Regions from separate parts of the Mus musculus genome. Here region 1 is linked to region 2. Evidence: chromatin contacts called from public targeted proximity ligation data. All regions are on one chromosome and are shown on one strand. The core of a region is the stretch at or near the end of the contact, and the rest is flanking DNA. Distances in the headings are between cores, read along the strand shown. Region 1 holds the start of Fads3 (fatty acid desaturase 3). Region 2 holds the start of Dagla (diacylglycerol lipase, alpha).

What was found.
Region 1: a targeted proximity ligation map of pancreatic cancer cells shows a contact between it and region 2. A contact is called at or near these places in 5 of 39 promoter capture datasets (the HPC-7 cell line, embryonic stem cells, liver and 1 more), 1 of 484 Hi-C or Micro-C datasets (liver) and 1 of 130 datasets of targeted methods (pancreatic cancer cells).

The regions. Positions count from the first base shown.
Region 1 is chr19:10,040,149-10,043,018 of GRCm38.p6, forward strand. Fads3 (fatty acid desaturase 3) reads left to right here and starts at 1,400. Exons shown (of 12, transcript NM_021890.3): 1 at 1,400-1,808. The coding sequence starts at 1,584.
Region 2 is chr19:10,303,292-10,306,443 of GRCm38.p6, forward strand. Dagla (diacylglycerol lipase, alpha) reads right to left here and starts at 1,586. Exons shown (of 20, transcript NM_198114.2): 1 at 1,530-1,586.

The DNA.
Region 1 (2,870 bases), core at 150-2,649, 260 kb before region 2:
AATGTAAGACTGGACTGTGACACCCTCCTCACTCTCCATGGAGGCAGTGTGTACGTAGGCTGCCCCTGATGTCACCTCTCCTCATCTCACAGGTCCCAGGTATCTAACCAACATTCTTTAGAGTATTGCTCGCCTCTGCTTTCCTCCTTGTCCTGTGTATTTAGGCCTGTAATAGTTGCATCTGGAGTGAATGCTTTCAGCCTTTTTTAGTCTTATTGTTCCCTAAACAATGCAGTGAACAATTATTTATAGAGCATTTACATCACATTAGACATTATTAAGAATTCAGAGCTGACTTAAAGTGTATGAGGGGATATGTGAAGGTTACATGCATATACTGGTTTTTTGTAGGCAAGAAACACAGGTTGGTTTTGTTATCCACAGGGGTGCCTTAGAGGTCAGGTCACCTACAAATCCTTAGGTAGACCAAGAGGAAATGTTTGCACATTGGAAAAAATACACTTTAAGGTTCTGAAAAGATTTGCTCCCAACAAACAGGTCTGCCTCACCTTTCTGCCCTGAGTCACACTAGGGTGGTGTGCGGGAGTCTGTTTTAACTAGCCCTCAAGGAAATTCTGATGGACCTTCAAGTTTGCCAGTTGTGAAAGCTTTTAACTTTTAAGGAACTGATGTCTGTCTCAAAGAAACATCGTACAATTGGGAACGTAGTTACACTCTCAAGAGGATTTGAATTTAATAAGTCAAAAATGTGACACCATGAATGGGGAGAACTGGGAGGTGGTGACAAGCAAGCCACCCATTGCAGACTGGACCATTCTTTCATCTCCTGAACGGCAGACCTCCACGCAGCAGTGTCCTCTGCTCCTCCTCCAGTGGCCAACCTGGGCATCCCCAATCCTGCGTACAGCCAGGAGGAGAGGCCATCTGCTCCTGCAGATTGCTTTAGATGGCTTCCTCGCGTGGATATTGAGGGTTTACTGGGGGATGAGGTCCATTGTTTGGTGGCTGTTGACAGTCACCCCAAGGTAGTGTCCTCATTTCTAGCTACCTGGGATGCCTGGTTAAAGACCGGTGACGTCCCTAACTACATTTCTCAGCCTTTCAGGGCTCAGACTTGGGCTCATTTCGGGCCCCTGCGGGTGTGCCTGGGCGCAGCGGCCTGCAGGACTCCCGTGCGCGCTGGGTCCCCATCCCCCGCCTTCTCAGTTGAGCCGAGAGTCCGAGAAACTGGGGGGGGGGGGGGGCAGTGCCCCGGGGGCAGTGCCGGGCGTGGTGGCCCCAGGCCCTCGAGGGTGGGGCAAGCCCCTTCGCGACACCGCCCTCCCCGGGCAGCCAATAGATGTGGAGGCGCCGCGCCTGGATTGGAGCGAGAGCGGGACTGGCCAGCGCGGGGGCCGGGACGAGGGGCGGGCGAGGCGAGCGCTGTCAGCGCGGTTATAAGGGAGGGAAAAGTTCCCTGCGCGGAGAGCCGGGCAGGCGCACGCTCTTACGGCGGCCGCAGCGGCAGGGCGGGGCCGGTGGGGCGGGCGGAGGAAGACCCCTGATTGCCACCTCGCCTCCCTCAGTGTCTCTCTTAGACCTTGGTCACGTACCGGGGTCCGGAGGACTTGTGTACAGCGGCAATGGGCGGTGTCGGGGAGCCCGGAGGGGGACCCGGGCCGCGGGAGGGGCCCGCACCGCTGGGGGCGCCCCTACCCATCTTCCGCTGGGAGCAGATCCGCCAGCATGACCTACCAGGCGACAAGTGGCTGGTCATCGAGCGCCGTGTCTACGACATCAGCCGCTGGGCACAGCGGCACCCAGGGGGTAGCCGCCTCATCGGCCACCACGGTGCGGAGGACGCCACGGTAAGCTAACCCACAGCCGGCGGGGTGGAGCCTGGCACTAGCGGTGGAGAGGGAGACGTTGTTCATAGGCTTGGCGTCTCATTCCACCTGCGGACCTTAGCATCCTTTTTGCTCTTTCTGACCTTTGACCCCTTCCCTGGCTCCAGAGTTGAGATGGAGCCTGAGGGAAGGAGGTCTCTTTCTTTCACGGAGGATGGGCTGTTTGGGTCAGTCTGTGGAATAAATAGATCTCAGGGAAGAATGGGCCCCCAGAGGTGGGTGTGCCGTGAGGGGCAGATTCTGCCCCAGGTAAGTACCCTCACTGTTGTACTGAGGGTTTCTTTTCTGCTCTGAGTGTCACAGACTATTTTCTGGTGCTTCCAAGAGCCTGGGGCAGGGCTGGGTCCCTAGCGATAGGGACGTGCCATCAGAAACTGGGGGCTGGGCAGCAGAGCTTGGGCAGGGCCTGGAGGTCTGTGGCTTATCCAGCACTTGTGTAGACTGTTCTGAGGGCCAGTGACTCACCTCTGCTGGGCTGGCAGCTACACGTGGGAAGACTTTGCCAGGCTGGGTGGGCCTCCACGGGAAGCACAGTCACCCCAGTCACCGACTAGCCCCTGGGGACTCTGGCTTCCCATTCTCAGTCCGTGTCTAGACAAGAAGGGATGGAACTGGCCTGAAGGACTATCTGGCTAGAGCCCAGTGGTGAAGCAATTTCCCAGACCCTTCCTCCTTCAGTCCCACTCCATGGACAAAGGTTGAGGCCATGGTGCTCTGCCCTCGACTATCCAAAATTGTAGGTTAGTCACATTGGGTACCCGGAAGGTCTTTAAGACTGGAGGGAATGATTCTCTAGTGGAAGAACTTGGTGGCAGCAGAGGAGGTTCTCTGTGTCCCAGGACTGTCATTGTCCCTCTCCTCCCGGATTCACTCCAGGCAACTGAGAGGGATAAGAATGAGACAATTCCTGAAAATCATCAACCTGTGGGCCAGTGTGTGTGTGTGTGTGTGTGTGTGTGTGTGTGTGTGTGAGCCTTCCTTCTTTCTACCAGAGCATGATGGGCATGAGGTGCCACAGCCCCT
Region 2 (3,152 bases), core at 336-2,835:
CTCCTTCATTCTGGGACCACTGGGATCACTGTGTGAAGTGACTCTTAAAGGTAACAACACCAGCTCAAGGTCACACAGCCAAAGACTGGAATTCAAGTTATCTGGCTCTAAAGACAGTGGACAACATGTCAGCTTTAGGGAACTTAACTCAGTTCCCTCAAAGGAGGGAGGCTTCTCCAAGCACCCATGTTGGCAAAGAAACACCCTTCTCATGCAAAGCTCAGCTCTTTGCTTCTACTTCTGTGCCTTCCCCCCCAAGAAACCCATAACACCCTGAAGTCTTCAACGTCTCTAGGGGTCTGCCCACTGATGCTCTGTGAAGTGGGACATCATGTGGCAATGAGAGGAGGAAGGAGATGGGGGCTGGGAGGGGGGAGAGATAGAGGGAGGGAGGGAAGGAAAGAGATAGAGAGATGGGGGACCTTCTCCAAAGCTTCTCAGAAGACTAGTTAGGATATATGCAATCTCCAAACACTCCCAGTAGCCACAGAACCATCTTCCACGCAGCCCAAAAGATACAATTCCCAGAAACCCAGTAGCACCGCCATCAACCAAGTGAAAGGAAGGGCCCAGGGACGACGTAGCCTGGGCTACTTCTCTATACCCTTCTGAGTCTCCTATAATCAGAAACAAGGACCACCAGTGAGAACCACCTATTCCTCCCATCTTCCTCCAAATGGGGGAGGACTCATGAGCCAGGTAAAGGTTCATAACTGAGCAGAGCTCTACCTGGGACAGCAACCAAGAACCTCATGGTAGACACATGGTGTCTCTTATTCTCATCCATCATAAAAAACACCAACCTTCTTCCAGCCTTCTGCCCCAAGGCCAGCACACCAACAGGCATTAATGCTGAGCCCCATGACAGAGACGTCGCCCCTACTGATCTCCCTGTAAGGGTGGGTATTTACCCTCTTATTTACCAGGGTCTGAGGGCCACCTGTCTTCCCTCACAGTATTAGTCATTCCAGGGCACTGCGCTAAGCCAAGGCCATTTCTCACAGCAGGGCCGGAGCCACTAGTCATGCCCAGGACATTGATTCTTTAAGCCCCCAGGACCATCACTCCAAACCATGTCAAGCCCAAGGCCAGAACCATGCCAACCAACATCCAAGCAATGGCAGCACTTTCTCACACCCATGCCCACCGCACCATCACGGCCCAGCATCAGCTGGCCACCCACCAGCACCAGCTGCGTGCATCGCCCTCCTGTACAGAGGGTGCACCCTCCTCACACCTGGGCGGCCACCGCTACACCAAGGCGGGGGTGAGTCTTCTGACACCCTCGCCAGGAAAAATCACGCTGCCCGTGCTGTATCCACGTTGCCCACGCCCGTGCCATGCGTGTCACCATCCCCACGCCGGTGGCCCGGGGCTCCGCGGACCTCACACCTGCCACGAGCGCGCGTGGCAGCCGCACCTCCGCCCGCGGACCTGTCGGACCGGCCACCGCGCGCAGTGGACATTGCCCAGCCCGCCACGCCGCTCGCAGAGCTCCTGCGCCCGGGACTCGGCCCGGGCCCCCTTACCTCCGGCCCGCCGCAGGGCTCGGCCCGCCGCGGCCACTGCGACCGCCACCTCCATCCTGGGCTCCCCAAGGCCCCTATTCACTAACGTTGCTTCCGCAGGGCGCCGGCGCCGGCGCGAAGGCCGCCTCCGCCCCCCGGGGGACGCTGCGTCCTTTACGTAAACCCCACTCCGCCGCCAGCGGTGACCATGGCGACGGCCGTGGGGCGGCAGCGCCCCCTAGCGCCAGGGAGGGGAGAGGCGCGCAGGCCCGAGGTGGTGGAGCCCTGGATCCCCGCGCGTGGGGGCGGTGGGCGCGGGGCTGAGGCCTCCACGGGGGTTCCGTGGGCAGACGAAAGGGGTTGGACCGTGGGCACTGAACAGGGGCACGGTAGCTGCTTGGGTTCCCCTCCTTCAGGTCCCGCGTGACAGGGTTTAGCGTGGGAGATGAAAAATAGCAAGTAGGATCACCGGAGAACTGGTTTGTTTGGGGGAGGAAAGGAGAGAGATGGGTTCCACCTCCTTCAGGGGACCTAGCAGCGTCTTGAGGAGTTGGGACACATCTTTATCTATGTCCTCCTCTTCCCCCCTACTCTCACCCTCCTCAACACCCAGCATAGTGCCTGACAGCAAAAGGGGAGTTTGATCAATTTTGATTTTCTGATAAATGAAGAAAATCGCCCCTCCTGTTCTCCTTCACACACGCCCATCCATTCATGCGCAAGTCGCTCAACTCGCCTTCCTGAAAGCTGCTTTTTGGCAGGGACACAGCTATGCTGGTGTTCTGGGTTGAGTCTGGGGAGTGGGTGGGAGCAGGCTTGCCCTTAGAGATATCAGGTCACATGGGGGCTAAGCTAAGAGCTGCAGCTGCACAGGGGGTCATAGGTAAGATTGGATCTAGCGGTCATGATGATGCAATCAGTTAAGTCTCCAAAGTCGAGCAGAAAGATATGAGAGGTCGAAAGGAAAGTAACGCAGAAAGCAAGCGTGTGAAATGTTTCCTGGGCTCAGACGTCATTCTGAGAATGACGTCAGGATGATTGACTTGTTCTGTAGGCCTGGAGGACATAGGTGGACATCTGACTGAAAGTGAAACCCTGCATCCGGGACAGACTTCTCCTCGTTGCAGAGTTCAGCCCCTCGCCAGGCAATTCGGTAGCATCTACGGTTATTGCAAAGATAAGCTCTGGCTTAGGTAAAGAAAATGGATTTGGGGAACAAATATGAGCACTTCAAGAATTCCTGGAGAGGAGCTCCCGATGTCTCAGGAAGTTCAGAAATCTGGGGAGGCCTGGGTTCAGGGACGTTATCTCTAGATTGTCATGGTCCATTCAAACCACACAGTTGGAGATAATATCTCTTGCTTCAAAGTCCCAGACACCTGGAAGAAAGAATTATATTGGTCCTGTGAACCATGGTAGATCAACTGATGCCAGGCAGAAAGGACTCTGCAAAATCAGCTCTTTTCCTTACTCACCAAAGTTCCTAATGGAGAAAGCATGCCCACGTGGCCATCCCTAAATAGTCTACTACAGTCTACCCCTTAGCTGTCCGGCACATAGAAAACTACACAAGTTCCACACACACACACACACACACACACACACTCGCACACACACTCACACACACACACACACCATCATCAT